2 separate regions of the Sus scrofa genome follow, and region 1 is linked to region 2. A link is a contact called in public promoter capture Hi-C data. All regions are on one chromosome and are shown on one strand. The core of a region is the stretch at or near the end of the contact, and the rest is flanking DNA. Distances in the headings are between cores, read along the strand shown. Region 1 holds the start of OARD1 (O-acetyl-ADP-ribose deacetylase 1). Region 2 holds the start of TSPO2 (translocator protein 2).

Region 1 (3,353 bases), core at 11-2,510, 39 kb after region 2:
GACAAATCCTCAGAATTGAAAAAATTATCTAAAGCGAATTAAAGCATGTGTAAAACAAAGTGATGAGCGGCCTCTGCCTAGGATTTTATTGGCCTTTCTAAAGGAAATCAACAGAAGAGAGAAAAAAAGACAATTCAATTATTGGTTTAATTAAAAAGTGTTTATGCTTTTGACCTCAATTACTCTGAATTTCAGTTCACCAATAAGTTAATAGTTGTTACGCACTCTGCTTCCTTCTGAATCTTCATTAGGGCTGCCGGCCATGATAGAGTCGCTATTTCCAGAATTTAAGTGTTTCTTCAGCTATAAGAAGGGGAAAGGAAGTGAAAATGCTTAGGCAACCTGAATATATTACATTCAGACTGCCCCGACCACCCACTTACTAACTTTTCTGCCCCCCACCTATCGCTGAATGGGAGTTCGTTCAGCCTTCAAAAAGTAATGCAAAACTCTTCTGGGCAAGAAAGAGAAGCGGACGCCTGGGTTGGGGGGCGGCAGGGCTCCGCTCCCGTTTCGCGCTTTCCAGGAGAGAAAGGCGGCCCGAAGACACGCCTCCTCCTCTCCCCAAGCCAGCGCGGAGCAAGGCGGATTCGCAGTCTCCTTTTCGGTGCACGATCCAAAAGTATTTCCGCATTGGGTGTGGCCCAGAAGCAAAAAGGTGGGCCAAGGCTACGGTCCCGTTAAGCCGCAACAAGGGAGCAAACGGGACGGGGGCGGGGGCGGGCGTGTATACAGCGGGAGCGAGCACGAGAAAACAGAAGGCGGCCTCTCAAGGAAAGCTCCCCCCTATCTTTGGGGGGAAACGGGGGAAGTTTAGAGAAGCCTCCCATTCTCTCTCCTACCCTGGGGCGGATCAGCGAGGCCAAATGGCCTGTCCGGGGTCCCGTGGGAGGGAGCGGGGAGCCTCGTTCAAAGCTCCAACGTACCAGGTACCCTTCACCTGGAAAGGAGTCCGCCGTTAGGAGGTCCCGCCCCGCGGGGAAGGGCTCTGGTAGGTGGGGACCAGCGGACTAGTCCGCTTGTAGAGCCAATCCCACCACAGTCCTTAATTGCACGCACCTAAAATGGCCGCCCACCACCCGGGAGTGGGGCGGAAACGAGCCCTTCTAGCTAGCTAGCCGGACCTGCACTCTTTGGTGCTGGTCGCCGAACTTCCGGCGGTAAACTCCGTAGAGTATCCCGCCGCCGCCCGGGCATGCGTAACGAGATAGCGGCCGCGAGTTGGATAGAGCGGCGCTTGCGCATTAGTCCCAGGGGTGTGTCTCCAGAGGCCGCATAGAAGGGGTGGGCAGTTGGCAAAGGAATTGGTTAGCGCCTGCGTGGTCCTGTGCTCAGGGCGGTGTTTTGAGTTGAAGGGTCCGGCGCGTCAAGAGAGCGCCTGCGTATTCCTTCGGCCGGGGGAGGAATCTAATTAGGGAAGTGGGCGTGGCTTCATCGTACGCCTGCGCAGTGCTCTCTCAACGGGGATGGGGCGAGCCCAGAGCTCGGGTTAGGGGGCGTGGTCTCAGAGGCGCCTGCGCGGAGGCAGTTGGAGGGAGGCCCGATTCCCCTTTGTTCGGCTTCGCCATTTTGCGAGGCAGCGGCAGTGGCGGCGGCAGCGGCGGCTGGAGCCTCTGATTGGGTTTCGGGGTCCGGTACTGGAGCCAATCAGCGCGGGCAGCGAACCGGGGGAGCGAGGCACGGTGAGTGTGAGGAGCCAATATCCAGCGGCCCAGAGCCGGCCCCAGCGCCCCGATTGGCGGGTCTCGCTGACCACTCAGGAGAGGCCCAGGCTCCCGTCGAGCCCGGGGAGTCGAGCTGAGCCTAACCGAGCGGGGCTGCTGGCGGCCTCGGCTTGGAGCCTGCAAGCGCTCCGGGGTACTCCCTGCCGAGGCCTGCAGAGGGCTGCCCCGCGCAGGGATGGCGCTCTCGGGAGCAGGCACCTTGGGGTCCAGCCCTTTGCAGGGTGTCAGGGCCAGTTGGCCATGCGTCCCGGTTGTTTCTACCCTTAGGCCTAGGTTCTCAAGCTCCAGGCCCGGGGGTGGCGGGTTTGACTGCCACGAAGGCCCCCACGCTCAGGTATACACACAGACACACACACGCGCGCCCGGGCCTCGGCGGTTTTCTCCTGGTCGTTCGGCCTCACTCTTTAGCCTGCCCTAGCACTCACCACGCTCTAGCCCTGGAAGGGAAATCACTCCCCGCGGGGCCCGCGCACCCCACTTCTCCGTAAGCGGGTCTGGGTATCTCAGTCCTCTTGAGTCGGGAGGGAGACCCAGGGAGGACGCGCGCCCCGGCCACGGGGCCTTGCGTGCGGCGCGGAGAGGGGGGGGCCGGCCCGCCCCCGCCGTCCCTTTGATCCGTTAGTGCGCCCACTCCCCGGTCTGGCTGCGCCCCTCCTCCCAGCTCGGCCCGGGTCTCCAGCCAGGCGCCGTTACCACCCACTTTAGGCTCGTCATTTCCTCTCCTCCCCGCCCGGATCTCCGGGGCAGAACCGCACACCTCCGTCTTGGAGCCCAACCAAGCAGTCTGCCTTTCTTGCCCGGGCTGTAAGGCCTGTCCATTCGGCGCCTGGAACTTCAGTCTTCGAAGATTGCGAGCCCTGTGCATTCTTTTTCCCGGAAGCTGCACAACTTGTTTTTATATCACTGGCATTTTTTCTTGTTGCTTGGTCTTGTGAACTCTCGCTCCCTTAGGAACGTAGTACAGTCCTTTTTCTTTCACCTCTCTGTGTCGCTTTGAATGTATCAGGCTTCACTCATTAGCTCAGTCCACAACCATCCCTTGGTTTGATTTTTTGCTAGTATGTTGACGTTTTCTCAGTTGGTGTTAATAGAAACTTAATGGTCTTGTGGGATTTTCGTTAGGGTGAGAGAAAATCTCTGTTGACAGCCGAGCATGGAGCAGTTGGTGTGTACCAAGCATCCATGTATGTGCTGAGAGGAGAGTGGGTAAGGAGGTCGATAGGAACCTCCCCAGCCTGGTGGAGATTGACAGGTGACCAAGTAATTAATACTTTACGGTTTTGTGCTGTAACCGGACCAAGTTCAGTTCCGTGGTCAACTGACGTGTTGAGCTACCAACAGCCTCGGAGGGCTCTGCATTGCCACTCTTTGGACTGGCAAGGATGATGGGATTTCTTCGGACGATAAGAAATGGAAGAGCATTGCTCATAAAGAAGCACGTGCCAACGCTCCAAACTTTGCTGTATGTTGGAGGGGGAAGAGTTTATGCTGGAAAGCCCATTTGGTAAAAACAAACAAACAAACCAAAAAAACGCTTGTATATCTTGCCAGGGAATTTTTCAGAAGCAGTTATTTTGTGGCGATCCAGACAGGAGAAATCCAGGAGCATTTTTAACTCCCTAGGATTGG
Region 2 (3,733 bases), core at 686-3,185:
GTCCCCGTGGTGGAATCCCTAGGATCCGAACTAGAAAAGCTCTTGGATTCCCACCCTCCACTCCCTTCACTCATGCCTTGCCCCAGGCCTCCCGCTCCTTCCTTGCCCACCTTCTTCCTTCCTTCCTTCTCTGCGGGACCCATGAAACCTGAGCTCCCTTCCTAGCTTCCCCGGACAGGGCCAAATCTCCCCTGTATCCTCAGGACTGAGCACCAGGGCCGGATCTGTTTCCCTGGGGAACCCATTGAAAAGGTAGACAAGGGAGTTCGCATCGTGGCTCCATGAACCCAACTAGGATCCATAAGGACACAGGTTCGAGCCCTGGCCTCGCTCAGGGGGTTAAGGATCCGGCGTTGCCGTGAGCTGTGGTGTAGGTCGCAGACGCAGCTCAGATCCTGAGTTGCTGTGGCTGTTGGTGTAGGCTGGCAGCTGCAGCTCCATTTCGACCCCTAGCCTGGGAACTTCCATATGCCACGGGTGCAGCCCTAAAAAGACAAAAAAAGAAAATGTAGACAAGAATCGAAGGAGTGGCATTGCTCCCCTAGCCTTAAAAATCCAACTCTGGGGTGTGGCTCTGGTGGAGCCCACCCATGAAGTAGCAAGCTGGCAATGCCCCAGATCCGGTGGGAATGGGGGGGTCAGAGCTGCTGGCTTCCCCTTCATTTGCAGCCAATCCTTCTGGTCCCTCCACTGTAAAGATAATTGGAATTATAACCGTAATCATAGTAGCTAACGTCCAAGGAGCTCTACTCCGTGCCAGGGTGTTAAAGCGCTCTACGTGGCCGAGCTCATTGGAGCCTCACAGCGACTTTATGAACTAGCTGTTATTTTTATCTCCATTTCACAGATAAGGAAGCCAAGTTTTCTCTCCCCTCCCAGTGGGGACAGAGGGTAGAAGATTAAGCTGCAACTGAAGGCAGAAGGGAAGGATGAGCAGAGACGACAAGAGCTTCCAGAAACACCCCCTTTCTCTTTCTCTGCCCCTTCTGTTCCCCCCGGGGGGGTCTCTTCCTGTCCACTGCGAGAGGAAATGAAGTTGGAAGAGAGAGACACAAAGATAAATTGAAGAAACAATAAATAGAAGGAGCTGAAGGCACATCCTTGGTGCCACAGCAAGTGGTACCCCCCCACCCTGTGCCCACCAAGGTGCCAGATATGGGGAAAGAAATGGGGGGCTCGCTGTTTCTATAGCAACAACCTTCCCCTGACACCTCCAAAGACCAGAATCAAATCCCCTGCACCCCATTGGGTGGCCCAGCGGAGTTCCCTTGCCCACCCTTCCAATCGGGAGGGTGTCTCACAGCGCCCCATTCATTATGGGTTCTGCAGCAGGTTAACTCCTCCCCCTCTAGCTCGGCCCCCCTTCTCCAAGACTGACAGCTCTCTATCCTCCCCTTAGCCCCAGGAGGGGGAAGGGTCGATCATCTACAGCACAGCAACCAGGTCAGTGCAGACCGGAGCCCCGTCACCCCAGCCCCACGCCTGACTCTTTATTAACCCCGCCTCCAGTTTGCCTTGTCCCAGCCCCAGGATCATCCTGGGTAGCACTCTCCGCAGATGGGGGGCCTTAAGGATGCCACCATCACCTGTCCCTGGGGAATCGCCTCCTCCACCACAAGGATCTAGGCTCCTGGGCCAAAGCCCTGCTCTTATCCTTTAAGGAAACACTCAACTCTTCTCCCATGTCACCAGTTCCTATTGCGTCAACTCAATCCCTGAACCGTCTCTAGTTAGTGAAGGATCTAAATTGTACTGCGATGAATGAGTCCAAACCTAAGTCCTAGGCAGCATTCATCAGCCCAGTTTATATTCTCGTAGCGCTGACCCCTGGTCCTCACATGCCCTGGGCAGTGGCCCTCCCTCAAGCCCCTTTCTCCTCGCCTCCTCCAGTGCAGGGTCTCCACACTCTGCCAGGTCTGGCTGAGCGGGCCAGGCTCCTCCCCTGAGCCCCAGGTGGCCCCGTCGTCGGAATACCCAACCCTCCCCAGCTGCACCAGGGGGTGCTCCCCTTACCGGGTAAGTGCTCCCAGAGGCTGCCGGCTTGTCCAGGAACAGGAGTTCCTTCTCTGAGAAATAGAGAGGTCAGCCTGACCCCGTCACCAGGCCAGCAGACAAGTGGAGGTGGGCGGGGAATCCAGGCGGGTGTGGCCTGGCGCTTTCTGCTTCCCGGCAGAGCCCTGGCCCCGGACGCCCTAAAGGAGGGTGGGGGACTCTGTCCCTGTCTGTTGGCAAAGTCCAGCTAAGGTAAGGGAGTAGCTGGGGATCCCATAAGTCAGTGGACTTAGCAGTCTAGGTCTGGAAGGGAGGGGACAGAGGGGACAACCTGGGTACAGGGGAAACCTCCCCACAGTGCCCTCTGCTGGTCAGTGCCGTCCCTAGCCGGAGGCTATTGAAAAGGCACAAGGTAAGAGGAACCCTAACCAGAGCTGCTCAGACTGTAATGTGTACACAAACCACCAGAAGGACCAGGGACCGTGTTAGAATGCGGGTTCTGATCCTGTAGGTCTGGGTGGGGCCTGATGTTCTACATCTTAGAAGCCAGTGATGCCACTGCAGCCTGTCCAGGGAGCTTAGACCATGCCTAGTCCCACCCCTTCCTGCACAGTATGATGGTGGAAGCACTCAGGGAGTTAATGACCCACAAGTTGCTGGCAGCCTTGGGACGTACCCATATCAGCTCCCTACCCAAGGCTCTTTCCATGGCCCACATGGATGCTGCCACCTAGGGGAGAACGCTTGCCAGCCTATCCTTCCTTAGACACTGCCACTGGAGTGAGATCTCTGTGTACAGAGGGATTTTTTTTCCAGCTGTTTGCTCTGTATCCTCAGCTCCTGGTATAGCCCAATCCATAGCAGGTGTTCAATAAAAGTTTGAATGAGGGAGTTCCCACTATAGCACCATGAGGTAAGGATCTCACTGCAGGGAACTGCTGTTGTGGTGCAGTGGAAACAAATCAGACTAGTAACCATGCGGTTTTGGGTTCGATCCCTGGCCATGCTCAGTGGGTTAAGGATCCAGCATTGCCATGAGCTGTGGTGTAGGTCGCAGATGTGGCTTGGATCTTGCGTTGCTGTGGCTGTGGCGTAGGCCGGCGGCTACAGCCTAATTGGACCCCTAGCCTGAGAACCTCCATATGTTGCAGGCACGGCCATAAAAAGAACAAAAAAAATTTTTTTTTAAATAAATAAAGACTTGGATGAATGAGTGAGCCAGATGAGAGGAAAGAGGAAGTACTTTGGAGCCAGACTGCCAGCCCTGAACCTGGTGACCCACCTGCGGGCTGTGCCATCGGAGGCCCATTGCTCAACCCCTCTGAGTCTCCCTTCCCCTGCCTATCAAATGCACATAATAATATTTACCTCGTGAGGCATAATGATGGCCATTATTGAGCTAATCAAGTGCGTACCACGACATGGTTGCTCCGTAAGTGGTAACTTGTCCCCATGGTCTGGCATCCAGCAGCAGAGGAAGCATGTAAACTCCCCCAGCCCCACAGTGATTGTCTTTGCAGAAAATAAGTAACTAATTGCTGCTGCTTTGGTCTTAGCTAATGATTCTCCAGCCTCTTGTCCTGGACTGCAAACCCCTGCCCTCTTCGGCCTTTCTGGGAGAAGGGGATAAACCCCTCTAAAGGGTGCCCAGGTCCCCAAAGGGGACGGAAGGGGCAAGGGAATGTTGGAGAGCGGCCAACCTGGAGAGGGGACCTCATGCCTAAAGGACCAGCAAGGAGCA

Evidence for each region. Promoter capture Hi-C pulls out the DNA fragments that hold promoters and counts their contacts.
Region 1: a promoter capture Hi-C map of fetal liver shows a contact between it and region 2, with 4 times the contacts expected there. The contact joins the promoter of OARD1 here to the promoter of TSPO2 in region 2. A contact is called at or near these places in 2 of 5 promoter capture datasets (fetal liver and liver), 7 of 47 Hi-C or Micro-C datasets (embryonic fibroblasts, fetal heart ventricle, fetal liver and 3 more) and 1 of 2 datasets of contacts at active chromatin or transcription factors (skeletal muscle).

What each region holds. Positions count from the first base shown.
Region 1 is chr7:36,385,148-36,388,500 of Sscrofa11.1, forward strand. It overlaps OARD1 (O-acetyl-ADP-ribose deacetylase 1), which reads right to left and starts at 1,261. Exons shown (of 6, transcript XM_005665959.3): 1 at 1,125-1,261; 2 at 226-303. The coding sequence starts at 264. NFYA (nuclear transcription factor Y subunit alpha) reads left to right here and starts at 1,568. Exons shown (of 10, transcript NM_001243295.1): 1 at 1,568-1,682.
Region 2 is chr7:36,345,092-36,348,824 of Sscrofa11.1, forward strand. TSPO2 (translocator protein 2) reads left to right here and starts at 1,936. Exons shown (of 4, transcript XM_021098667.1): 1 at 1,936-2,016. It overlaps UNC5CL (UNC5C-like protein), which reads right to left and starts at 2,318. Exons shown (of 9, transcript XM_013977897.2): 1 at 2,014-2,318.